4 separate regions of the Mus musculus genome follow, and all the other regions are linked to region 4. Evidence: chromatin contacts called from public Hi-C and promoter capture Hi-C data. All regions are on one chromosome and are shown on one strand. Each heading gives the region's core, a stretch centred on a gene start, on an enhancer-like site or on the middle of the called end of the contact. The rest is flanking DNA. Distances are from core to core; before and after follow the strand shown.

What was found. Promoter capture Hi-C pulls out the DNA fragments that hold promoters and counts their contacts. Hi-C and Micro-C count contacts between places; a contact is called where the count stands out from the background.
Region 1: a promoter capture Hi-C map of cranial neural crest shows a contact between it and region 4. The contact joins the promoter of Fzd10os here to the promoter of Aacs in region 4.
Region 2: a Hi-C map of CD4 T cells shows a contact between it and region 4, with 4 times the contacts expected there. The contact joins the promoter of Vkorc1l1 here to the promoter of Aacs in region 4. A contact is called at or near these places in 1 of 39 promoter capture datasets (cranial neural crest) and 1 of 484 Hi-C or Micro-C datasets (CD4 T cells).
Region 3: a Hi-C map of muscle stem cells shows a contact between it and region 4, with 4 times the contacts expected there. The contact joins the promoter of Ppp1cc here to the promoter of Aacs in region 4.

What each region holds. Positions count from the first base shown.
Region 1 is chr5:128,598,739-128,601,959 of GRCm38.p6, forward strand. Fzd10os (frizzled class receptor 10, opposite strand) reads right to left here and starts at 1,949. Exons shown (of 6, transcript NR_015517.2): 1 at 1,799-1,949. Fzd10 (frizzled class receptor 10) reads left to right here and starts at 2,368. Exons shown (of 1, transcript NM_175284.3): 1 at 2,368-3,221. The coding sequence starts at 2,480.
Region 2 is chr5:129,940,192-129,943,466 of GRCm38.p6, forward strand. It overlaps Vkorc1l1 (vitamin K epoxide reductase complex, subunit 1-like 1), which reads left to right and starts at 1,918. Exons shown (of 3, transcript NM_027121.4): 1 at 1,918-2,174. The coding sequence starts at 1,981.
Region 3 is chr5:122,156,964-122,159,939 of GRCm38.p6, forward strand. It overlaps Ppp1cc (protein phosphatase 1 catalytic subunit gamma), which reads left to right and starts at 1,312. Exons shown (of 7, transcript NM_013636.4): 1 at 1,312-1,652. The coding sequence starts at 1,598.
Region 4 is chr5:125,474,532-125,477,519 of GRCm38.p6, forward strand. It overlaps Aacs (acetoacetyl-CoA synthetase), which reads left to right and starts at 1,342. Exons shown (of 18, transcript NM_030210.2): 1 at 1,342-1,578. The coding sequence starts at 1,446.

The sequences.
Region 1 (3,221 bases), core at 699-3,198, 3.1 Mb after region 4:
TTCTTCTCTTAATATATTTTAAGGGAGTCCCGGGGGTTGGGGGAGAGAAGAAAGGAACGTGAAGTGATCATAGCTAAAATAAAAGGTCGGAACACTGTAGAAGTAACCAGAGCATAAAAGACCAATTACGTGGGGCAGTCTCAAATAGCTCACACCCTGCTCCGGAGCTGAGCTCACCCAGGCTACTTCCACGCCCCCCACGCCCCAAGGGGCGGGGGGGGGAGTGTGGAATTAGAAGAGAGAGAGAGAGAAAACGGAAGGCAAAAGTGTCAGGAAGGACCCCTTGCAAACTAGTCTGTCTTAAAGCTAAGCGATAGCCCAAGAATCTTACCTGACTTAAAAGGTTTTGGAAACAGCGTACTAAACTATAAATATCTAAGTAAACCATCCTTATCCAAGCCGCAAGCGTTCACCACACCGCAGGTTTTTCTTGGGTCACTAACACGGTGGTGGGTGGTGATTCTGACTGTGTTAACCTCAGTCTTCCGGACCGCTGTTTCCACGGATCCAACTTCCTCCCGTGAAAGGCAGAGGGGACCAGGGGATCTAAAGGTGAGGCATGAGCCTGTGCACACCCCTCCGCCCCCCACCCCCAGGACTCAGCAGGTCCTGGGAGTGTCCCAGCCTCAGGTCTGTCCGCTATGTCTGACAAATGAAAGGGGGGTAAAGAGGAAGAACTCCCTGCAGATGGGACGCTGAAGCCTTGTTTTAATTAGAAGTCGATCCTCTGCAGGAAGCGCAAGGCAGGGCGGGGAGGAGGGGTCCTGGGTAGCCTCGTTCCTGGCTTGGCTGGAGCCACTGAAGGCTTCCAGGCATCTGTGCACCCAACTCGGCCCTGGGGTGCGCAAGACTGACTGGCCGAAAGATGAGCAGGGGACTTAGCTGCACCTATGCAGTTGGGGGAGTCCGCACTGGAGGTCCTGGTAGTTTCCCAGACACTTAAAACGCAGACCTGAATGGGGGTGGGGTGGGGTCTAAGGAGAGAGTGGGCCACCGCCCTGAGGGCTGTTTATCCAAAGCCAAGAGTCCGCGACAGGTGCCGCACCCCAGATCTCTCGGACATCTAAGGACTGCGGTGGGCTCCCATGGTGCACTCACTCCCTGTGCGGGGGAAGGAGGTTGAAGCTCTGTGTCCTTATCACAGATTAGCCCAAAACCAACCAAGGGGCAGGAGCCAGCATAGCAAGGCACGGAGAGGCCCCACCACTCTGCGTGGGAACCAGCCGTGCGCGTGTAGGCCGGGGCTCAGCCTCCGCCTCCCAGGAGGACGCAGGCCGAGCACATCTTTCGCCAAATAATATAAATACACAACTTCCTATAATAAATAAACTCAGCCGCTTGGAGAAACCACCAGCCGGCTTGGCGCGATGGTCCCCAACACGGTGGCCTTGGCGGGGCAAGGGTCACCACGATTCAAGCCAAGCCCCTCTTCTCGGGGTGCGGGGTGTCAGCGGCCCGGAAAGTCTCCTCCCCGCCCCCTCCCTTCTTTCTTTGAGTAGACCTTGCAGAAGAGGCCCTAAACTCCGGCTTCCCAAGTCCCCTCCCCCTCCCCTGCACTCGGCCCTTTTGAAATTTCAAAGGCAGCCCCTCCCCGGAGTCCGAGCTCCGCGCCCCGGGCAGCAAACCCCCGGCTTCGGGAAGATGCGGGCAGCTTTACAAGCCGAGGGGCCACTTTTTTATGAGCACGGTCATAAAACGCAAATCCCGTGTCTCTTTGAAAGTGCCCTCCGCCAGGGCCCGGTCGTAAAAGTAGAAGATGCGTCCCCAGCCCCCAACCCCGGGTGAGGACCACCCTTACCCGAGTCCCCAAACTTCCCGTAACCTCGGCGTCCTTGGGGTACCGGGGACAATCTCAAGGCCTCCCACCCCCCCTCTGGGGCGGGGAGGGCAAGCAGAGAGGCCGGCAGGAGGTGAGGCTGGAGGCTGGGGTCCAGCCCCAAGCTGGGGCTGAGGGCGGAGGCTGCCCGGGGCGCAAGGCTTTCTGATGCAAAGCAGCAGCGGGGCGGGGCGGCGGGCGGAGGCGGGGCCTGTCACCAATCGGCTTTGCTTTTTTTTTTTTTTTTTTTCCCTCTTTGCTACTCTTTGCCTCTTTGCAAGTCTTCTCATCCCGGGACGCCGTGCTGGAAGCAGCTGCGGGCGCCGGGAGGGAGGAGCTCCAGGGCCCAGGGCCACGGTGTGCCCGCGCTGCCCCACCGCGGTCCGCGATCGCCCGCGCCCGGAAGAAGAGGCCAAAGTTTGCGCGCTGAGCGGCGCTCGCTCCGCCGTATTGTTTGCAAACTTCGCTCCCCTCCCCCGCCGCCCCCCGACTCCGCTGAGGCCGCGCGCCCACCGCGGTGGCCCCGGGCGCCGCGAGCGCTCCGGCCAGACTGGATGGGCATGCGCGGGGGCCCGAGCCGGGGCGCGGAGCCGCGGGCAGCAGCAACAGCCCGTGCCCGGGAGCGGCGGCCCTGAGCGGCGCTGGGACATTGAGGGCGCCACCATGCAACACCCGGGCCCGCGCCTGTGGCTGGTGCTGCAGGTGATGATAGGCTCGTGCACGGCCATCAGCTCCATGGACTTAGAGCGCCCTGGAGACGGCAAGTGCCAGCCGGTGGAGATTCCCATGTGCAAGGACATCGGCTACAACACCACCCGCATGCCCAACCTGATGGGTCACGAGAACCAGCGCGAGGCGGCCATCCAACTGCACGAGTTCGCGCCGCTCGTGGAGTACGGCTGCCACAGCCACCTTCGCTTCTTCCTGTGTTCGCTGTACGCGCCCATGTGCACCGAGCAGGTCTCCACACCCATCCCTGCTTGCCGGGTCATGTGCGAGCAGGCCCGGCTCAAGTGCTCGCCGATCATGGAGCAGTTCAAATTCAGGTGGCCGGACTCCCTGGATTGCAGCAAGCTCCCCAACAAGAACGACCCCAACTACCTGTGCATGGAGGCACCCAACAACGGCTCGGATGAGCCCAGCCGGGGCTCTGGCATGTTTCCTCCGCTCTTCAGGCCCCAGAGGCCCCACAGCGCGCAGGAGCACCCACTAAAGGACGGGGGTCCGGGGCGCGCAGGTTGTGACAACCCAGGCAAGTTCCACCATGTGGAGAAGAGCGAATCTTGCGCACCGCTTTGCACTCCGGGGGTGGATGTGTATTGGAGCCGCGACGACAAGCGCTTCGCTGTGGTCTGGCTGGCCATCTGGTCCGTGCTGTGCTTCTTCTCCAGCGCCTTCACCGTGC
Region 2 (3,275 bases), core at 668-3,167, 4.5 Mb after region 4:
CAGATTCAGTGAGATACTCTGTCTCAAGGAGGTAAGTCAGGGACGATTATAGTCAGCGATTTTTTTTTTGTACCCACACATATGTGAACACACACACAAATCAATAATGTCCTTTTTAGAGACTCTGACCCCATCTCTTCCCTCTCTCTCCTTTTTTGGAGGTTTAACCTAGAGCTTTACATGTATTAGTCAAGTATTCTACTGTTGAGCTAAAACTTGTTTTCTTCAACCCCTTACTTTGGGTGGGTGGGATGGAAGCCAGCTGTGTTTTCTGGAGGTGTAAATTGGAGCTGTTGTTACTGCCCAGGGAGGACCTGCAGCCTTCTCACTGCCATAGGAGAGAACCTGAAAGAGGACTCTCAGGGTTTGAGATGACTACAGCCATGCCTCACATCTTAATTTGATCCAAGGTAGAGAGGAAGAGAAAGAGAGAGGGAAAGGTGGAGAGACTGAGCCGGAAGATTCCTGACGCAGAGAAAATGAAAAAAAAAAAACCCCAAACAAAACAAACAGACACCCAGTTTATTAGCTTGCTTAAAGCTGCAAAAAATTGGGGTGATTTGTTATCCAACATTGTATAATTAATTGAAGAACATTACTTATTAATCAAAATCACTAGGTGATGCCCCCAAAGCCTAAGAGCTGCATTGAAGCAAAAGCTAGCAATCTCCATCAACAGCTTGTTTCTTTGTAGACACAGATATCCTTACATGGGTTTTCCTGTCCAGTTTTGACAGCAAGGAAGCTCAGAATCAGTTATGGCTCAATTTTAACAATTTTGCAAGCCTCTATGACCTCCTCACGTTTCGTTTTCTTCTGATTTCCCTTTTTCCAAGTTTTTGAGCTTTTTTTTTAAAGTTCATTTTTATCCTTTTAGTATGGATTATGTTAAAGCCACATCAAATCCAAATTATAGAGAAGTATTCATGAACCCATTTAAAAATAGGTTTTTTTAAATGTAAAAATAGTTTTGCGCATTTAAGAAAAAAGTTTCTCACATGTTGAACACAAGACGCCTGGAGGTGGTGCCTGGGGAAGATCATGTCACACAAACGTGTCTCTGGAGCTCTGGAGCCATTGGTCAGGGACAATTTGGATTGGATAAGAAATATCAAGTGATAACGACGGAAATGTGTGTGTGTGCAGAAAGGCAACTGATTGCTACCAGGAGCCAAGGGCTTGCCCAGTCAAGCATTGTAGTAGTATCTTTGAAATCGATCCCTTGTAACAGACCCTAAGATTAAGCCAAACCACCTCTCGCCTCACCCCTTTCCTAGGCCACACCCCTCATCCTTCCTGGTCACGCCCCTGCCCCATCCAGCACACCAGAGTTTTTGCGCTCCGCCCCTTCCCTTCGCTCCCGCCCCACCTTGTTCCGCCTCCCTTCTGACCGCGCCCTCCAGTGTAACGAACCCCATTTCTCAGCACCACCCTTCACTTGCGCCACGCAACCCTGGCTGCTTACAACCTCCGCCTCTTCCCCGCCCGCGCGCGGTTTTCCCACCCGCCCCTTTAAAATCAAACCACGCCCACCGTCAGCCACGCCCTCCGCATGCGCCGCACCACCTCCCCGCTGTTGCGCGCTCCGCCTCCTCCCTCCACACTTATGAGCGGCTTTCTCGCTCCGCCCCAATTCTGGTCAAGCTCCGCCCCTCCTCAAGCCCTTCCCTCTTTCAGACCCCGCCCTCCGCATGCGCCGCACCGCCTCCCTGGCGGTTGCGCGCTCCGCCCCTCCCTCTGTGTCCGCGCGCGCCTTCCCCGCCCAGTCCGCCTCACTCCTCTCGGGGCGGTTGGGCCGCGCGCCTGTGGGGGCGGGGCCCGGAGGAGGCGACCGAGCCAATGGGGCGCGGCGGTGGTGGCGGCGGCGGCGGCGGCGGCGGAGGCGGTGGCGGCAGCGGCGGCGGCTGGGTCGGGCCCCGACGGGCGGCGGCGTCTGAGGTGGAGGCGGAGGGAGGCGGCGGCGGCGGCGGAGGGGGGAAGATGGCGGCGCCCGTCCTGCTGAGAGTGTCGGTGCCGCGTTGGGAACGGGTGGCCCGGTATGCAGTGTGCGCCGCCGGGATCCTGCTCTCCATCTACGCCTACCACGTGGAGCGGGAGAAGGAGAGGGACCCGGAGCACCGGGCCCTCTGCGACCTGGGGCCCTGGGTGAAGTGCTCCGCCGCCCTGGCCTCCAGGTAGCCCGGCTTGAGTGAGGGGAGCGCGACGCGGGCGGCGGCGGGGGGCGGGGAGCGCGCGGGGAGCTCCGGCCTGAGAGAGCGGGGCCCGGGCCGCGACCCGGACGGCGGTGACCGGGGGGCGGCGGCTGAGGGCAGGCCTCCGGGATGAGGTGGCACAGTGCAGCCGGGAGGGCGCGGGCGCGTCCTGGCCGGTGTGACTTTTCTCCCTGTTGTCGCCGAGAGAGGCGTGTGAAGACCCCCGATGCAGAGATCGGCGAAGCCAGCATTCATCCCCGGGGTCTTGGGACCTCTGCTACCCCGGGGCTATATGTCCGGTGGCTTTTATCACTATCCTCTGGGTTGTTCGGGACAGGTGTTTTCGGTGCTCAGGCCTCTTTGTACTCAGAGTTAAGGAGAATTGGCAGCCTTCTGGAGGCGACAGTGACATTTGCGGGTAGACACGCATTTGACCCTACTCTGGAAGAGGAAGGTACCAGCACTTAACCCTATCTGATTTCTTGGATTTTTCTCCCTTGTGTATTTCACGAAGTGTGCCCAGCAGGGGGAAAATGGCCAGAGTTCGGGTCTACTTTAAGTTTAGAGTAAACGATGAGTACCTTGTGTATAGTGATATTTTAGGTACTACGATGACTGTTATTTTATGAAAGGATCTGAGTTGTGACCCACACTGGCCTGAAACTCATCGGACTATAACCTCTACAGCTATTCCCCTGCCTCAGTCTTTTGAGTAGGGAAATACAAGCATGCACCACCGTGGGTGACTTAGAATGACTTTTACATGTTGCTGATTAGTATTAGCGGAATAATCCGCAAGAGATTAGATTTACGAAACTTTGCTAAGCAGGTTTATTTAAACAATTTTTTGTTTCTTGAAAATACCATCGATTTTTTTTCCTGTTAACATTTTATGTAGTGTGCTAGCTTTTTTTCTTAGAAAAAAGTATTTTACACTTTTAAAAAAGGCTTTTTAAAAAACTGATAGCAGTCATCAAAACCAGCAAAAGTGAAAAGAATTATTGCAGAATAGATAGTTTGACATTTTAATAGAGAGTCCTACCCCTAATATTTTGATGTTTGTTAACAGTGCTTAACATTTCA
Region 3 (2,976 bases), core at 62-2,561, 3.3 Mb before region 4:
TGGAGCAGAGGGCTGAGGAGAGCTGGGGAGAATCCTGAAACCCCACTGTCGGGGGCTAGCATCAGGAAAAGGGCTCAGATCTAGATGGGTGCATCACACACCATGCTGCGGGGCCACGGGAAGACAGAGCTTGTAGAAAATGAGTCTCTCTATGGGGAGACAACCTTGCAAGGCATTCATGGAAAGGAATCCTCAGATCCATCCCTCTTGCTTTGAGAAACATGAACTGGAGGTGGGGCTGGGGGAGAACATTTTGTAAATTTTCTGGCGTGCTACTGGGAAGAGATAAATGGGTCAGATGGGTGTGCATTTTTCTTCCATAGGCAGCTAGCCTGCGAGGCAGCAGAGTTGGGGACCCCTCAGGTGAAGGGGTGCCCCTGGGGAGTCAAGGAAGCTAGAGGCAAGCAGCAGATGAATGCGCTGAGGCCCAGAGCGCACGCACAGCAACCTCCCAGGAAATGTGCAAATTCCCATTTTATCTGCTCCGGCACGCTCATTCAACCCAGCTCCGGCTAAATACAGGGGAAATCTCTTAAATTATTATATAACTTTCTGAGTTCAAGAAAGATAATTCAAAAGATAGGTAGTAGCAACCCTTACAGAATTCTCCCAACCTCTCTCTAAAATGTAAAAGAGCATTAGCGCACACAAGAAGCTCACACAAATTACTTAATGTGCCACTCACAGTGGATTAACATTTTTTTGGCTTATCTTGGGGGCTTCTTTTTTCCAAATATTGTATCGTAGATGCTTTATTGCAGTATTATGAAATTTTGCCAGTGCTGGGAATTGAACCCAAGGTCTCACACATACTCGACAAGCATTCTCACCACGGAGCCGTATATCTAGCTCTTCTTGTTCACCAATGTGCCAGAGTATTTGAATCCCCAACGTTCCAACCTCCTCCTCTTTATGATTCTCCACAGGCAAGCAACCCCACCCCAGATTGGCTCCGAGGGGTGATTCAGTGTTGAACTCCCACCCCGCCATGTCGGTCAGACTTCTGTCCCCAAGCAGCAGAGCCGGAAGGAGCTGGTGAGCCTCGCAGCGCGCAGCAGACTGACAAAGTCCACCTTCAACTTGCGCGCGCCAACTTCACAACTTCCCTCTCCCGCCACAGGGGGTCTATTTCCCCCGCCCGTTTGGCGGAAGGATCCCGCGCGCGGTGGCGGAGTCGCGCTCAACCGTCTCCGCCCGGGCTCCGCCCCACCCCCGCCCTACGCGCTCAAACCCCGCCCCTTCCCGGCGCCGGCCCCGCCCCCTTCCCGCGCGCTCTATGGGCCCGTAAAGAAGTCCCGGCCGGGCCGCTGCACTCCCGCGCGCGCATCCGTGCGCCGCCCGAGGCTGGCCTGAGGAGTCGGCGGCCATCTTGTTCTTCTCGTGGTTCCCAGTGGCGAGAGGAGGAGGAAGCCCGGAGCGGAGCGGGGCGGCTGGGGGGGGTGGACCCGCCGCGGCTGCTGCTGCCACCGCCGCCGCCGCCACCACCGCTCGTGGGGCTCGTGGCGTGAGGAAGGAGGACGAGTGAGACCCCGGGGCGAGCGGGCGGCGGCGCCGCTGCTGCTGCTGCTGCTGCGGGAGGGTCGGCGGCGGGACGGCGATGGCGGATATCGACAAACTCAACATCGACAGCATCATCCAACGGCTGCTGGAAGGTGAGCGGCGCGCGGGTGGGTGGCGGGGCAGGCCCGGCCGGTGGGGGATCAGGCCCAGTGGAGGGGCCGGTCTTTTCTCGGAAGCCGCTTTGGATCTGGGGCGCGCATACAAGCGCCTCCGGGTTTGGGGACCCCATTATTTTTTATCACTCCCCTGTCCTTGCTTTCACATTTATCATCTGGAGTCCAAGGACTCATCAGAGGGACTTGGCTTGGCAGGACGACGTCCCAGTGCGATGAGAGTCCGTCTCCTGCATTTTCCTACCCCCTCCACCCTCCCCTCAAAGCCATCCATCCTCCAGCGTTCTTTCCCCCTTGAACGTGCATCCGCACACGGACCCAGTCCGGGTGACAGTGTGGCTCTCTCTGATCATCAGATTGTTGTGTCCCTGAGGACAGGGGGACGCTGCCGCGTTCAGCGAGCACCCGCCAGGTAGGTGCTGTGTTGTTATTATCCTGGAAGTGGGTTTCGCAAGAGAAACTCCCAAGACCTCGCTGGACCAAGAATTAACAGTTAAAAGTCAGGTTTCAAACCCCGGGGTAGCTAGGAACCTAGAGAGAACCTGCCGCCTTCCAACTGTTCACCCCGTGGGAACCCAGGATGTCCAGTGGTTGAGGAGAGGTTCAAAAACAAAAACCCAGCTTTCCTTTTGTCCGACTTGGGGGTTTCTGCCGTGTGGTTTCCTACTTTGGAGATTTCAAATTTGACATAGGTCTGGATCCTGCTAATCACAGATCCCACAACATCCGCTGAAGCTAAAGAGGAGAAGATCCAGTAACCTTGATTTGGGCTCTTGACACTAGCTTGCTTTGGCCCAAAATACTTTTGGAGTGGTGGACAGCTGCGCAATTCTGGTGGTAGATGTCTTCAAGTAAATCACTGACAGAAAAGGGAAAAGGTGTCTTTTTAAAATCTGGGCATTTCCCCGGGGGGCGGGGGGGTGTTTTTCAAGACAGGGTTTCTCAGTATGGTCCTGGGGCTGTCCTGGAACTCACTCTGTAGAGCAGGCTGGCCTCAAACTCAGAAATCCGCCTGCCTCTGCCTCCCTAGGGCACGGATTAAAGGCTTGGGCCACCACTGCCCAGAGCATTGCCTCCTCTTTAATGTTTTGTTTACATAGGGTTTCTTGGCTTTGGTTTCATTAAAACATGGTCTCTCCAGTCGTGGTTATCCTGGCACTCTTTGTGTAGACCAGGCTAGCCTCAAACTCACAGATCCTTCTTCCTCTCCCTCCCCAATTAAAGGCATTTTTATTACCATGCCTCCTTTTATTACAGGGTCTCTCTCAGGGGCCAGAGCTGAGTTAACCTTCTGATCCTTCTG
Region 4 (2,988 bases), core at 92-2,591:
ATGTGCACACACACACAAAGAGAGAAAGAAAATTAACTTGTTTTCAGTTATTTTAGACACTGGGTAGACAGCAAAGTACCAAATGGACTGACAAGACTATTAGCATCCAGAAGGTTCTCATCATAGTAGGATCTGAGCATGCGTTCTCTCTGTAGGAACCTTCTGATGCTCTCCCCCAGATTCAAAGCCAGCATCTCTGATGTTCCCCCAGGACGAACTTAAGCTGCTACCGTTTCGTTCACTGACTTTGCTACTCCAGGGCTATAGTACCAAAGACCTGGGCCTTTTCAAAGACCTGGGCCTTTTCAGTTAGTTGAACGTGCACACCCCACAGGACACAGTATTCTTGCTTGGGGGGCCCTGGACACTGACTCCTCTCTTTGTTCGGAAACCTGCAAGATTTCCTAAAGCTCCCTTCTGTCACCTGCAAGCCACTGTGAGCAACATGGAGTCACATCCCTAGCCCTCTCTTTTCTTTTAGTTTTAACACATGGCTTTTTAAAGTTTGCCCGGACTAGTCTTTTTCTTTTCTTTTCTTTTCTTTCTTTTTTTTTGGTTTTTCGAGACAGGGTTTCTCTGCTGGCCTCGAACTCAGAAATCCACCTGCCTCTGCCTCCCAAGTGCTGGGATTAAAGAAAGGTGTGCGCCACCACGCCCGGCGCCCCGGCTAGTCTTGAACTCACTCTGTTACAAGAATAATCTTAAAGCCCAGACGCCTCTCCCACCTCTACCTCCCAAGTATTCCGATTACAGGGTTTTGCTTTGAGGTCCATGCTGGAGTGGAACTTACTGTCATCCTCCTGTCTTAGTCTTTAAAGTGCTGGGTTTCAGGCTTGCCCCAGAATGTCCTGTGCTTAACGCTTTTATTTTCAGTCTTGACGATAGACTTGAGGTCTCACTCACTCAGTATCTTATGTTACATTATATACCCCATGTATCCCTGCTACAGCATCCCTGTGAGTGAGCACACGCGACACGGACACGCATTTTAGAGGTCTTCTGCACGCGTTTTAGGCTTAAGACATCTCCGCAGCTAAAGTGAGTGTTGGAGGAGCAACTTAATTTGAATAAGTGAATGAATGAACGAACGAACGAGGGCAATAAGTAAACAGAGCAACACCCGGTAAGTTGTGCAATAAGTGAGGGCGTGGAACATGCTTATCGCGCCTGCGCAGGCGAGGCACTCTTTTTGGCAGCAAGCGCACCTTTTGCAGGCGCGGCGCGGCGGAGGGTTACAGAAGAGGGCGTGGTCTCAAGAGGCGTGGCTTTCTGGAGGCGTGGCGAAGGCTGCTGGGGGTGTGACCAGGCCGGATGTCCCACAGGCCGCGCCGGCGCTGGTTCAGTCTCGCGCTGTGGTTCGTCGGCGCACCGCTGATCCGCTCCACGCCTTGCGCTCTCCGCTCTCAGCCAAAGCCCGGCAGCCCCGGCCACGCAGCTCCGCAACCATGTCCAAGCTGGCGCGGCTCGAGCGCGAGGAGATCATGGAGTGCCAGGTGATGTGGGAGCCTGACAGCAAGAAGGACACGCAGATGGACCGCTTCCGGGCGGCCGTGGGTACCGCCTGCGGCCTGGCGCTTGGTGAGTACGGGGCACGCGGCTAGTGCACCCCCCCCCGTCACGGGCCTTCCCGGAAGCTGTTCCCTCCAGGGAGGACCGCCCTAGGAAGGTCCCTGCTAGCTGTTGGGATAAGCCTCTGTTGGATGGATATCCGACCAGTGTTCCTGTCTTACAGTCGGGGAAGCCCCCTGCTTTGGGGGTACCCCTCTAGGGAGGTCCCTCCCTTTCCCTACTTAGGTACCTTGATGAATGGCACAGGGATTGGGGGATCCTCGTTGCCTTGGGGGTCCCCCTCTAGAGAGGTTCTCCTAGATGTTGCCGTGGGCCTCTGATGGATGGATGGCTAGTGTCCCTGTCTTTGGGTTGGGGGAGCCCCCTGGCTCTGGGCCCTCCTCTAGGAGGTGCTGGTCTTCTGATGATGTTTCCTTCACTGTTTTGGGAAGCATCACCGCCTGGCCTGTAGAGGCCCCCTTTCTGCAGGCGAGTCACCCTCTGGAAGTGGCAGACACCCTCTGGTTCCTCCGATCTTTTGCTAGGCTTGCCTGCTTGGGAAATGTCTCCTGAGGTCTTGACTTCCATTCGTTGGGGGCTTCCTTCGGGCCTTATCTGCAGTTCTTTTTGAGTTCACGGGTTTCATGTGACAGGCTCCCTCCATCTGCCTTTTGCTAGGGACCAGCTTGAAATTTCAGGTTCCTGAAAAGGTCAGAGTTCGTTCCTCCTCCTTCCTTTAAAGTTAATTAAGGTAGAGTCCTTTCTTACCCCAGCTCTAAACAGATCCTGCTTCCAGCCACCACCCTGGTCTGTGTGATTATGGGTGGGGCAGAGGCCCTTGGCAGGCGAGGTTCTTGTCCATATGCCGTTCCCAGGGATCCATGGGGCTTGCTTAGTCCCTCCACCTGCTCTGCCCCCCTTCTCAGGTGTTTGCCTGGGGTTTTCAGTTCGAGTTGGTTGGTTGATTGTCTTCTTCATTTTCACCTCCGTTACCCCTCTAATTGCAGGGATCCCCTTGTCTCCGTTGGCATCAATGTCTGTCTTGGCTCCCAGGATCTGTCTCCGGATCCTTCCTGAATCTTTTCTTTTTCCCACCCTGAGCACCAGCCCTCTGAGTCTTCTTCCTAGTGTCTCAGCAGCACTTGGCTGTCCTTCTCCCGCCCCCTATGCGTGGTGCACCCCCTTGCTGGCTGGAGGGTAATCTCCAAATGCAGGTCTTTTGTGTTGCTGGTCTTCCAGGCTGTCCACAGTCCCTTGTTGCTTATGCGCCTGCACCCCGCTGCTGGAGAGCCAGGAGATGGAGGTAGAGCTTCCACAGGGTTCTTTTTCTTCCCTAATAGGGCTCCGAACCTTCCCTCCCATCCCTCTCACCTGGAGACAGATGCTTGCCTGGCCACTTGCAGGGCTTGCAGGCTCTACTTGGTCAGTTCGTGGGTGTTA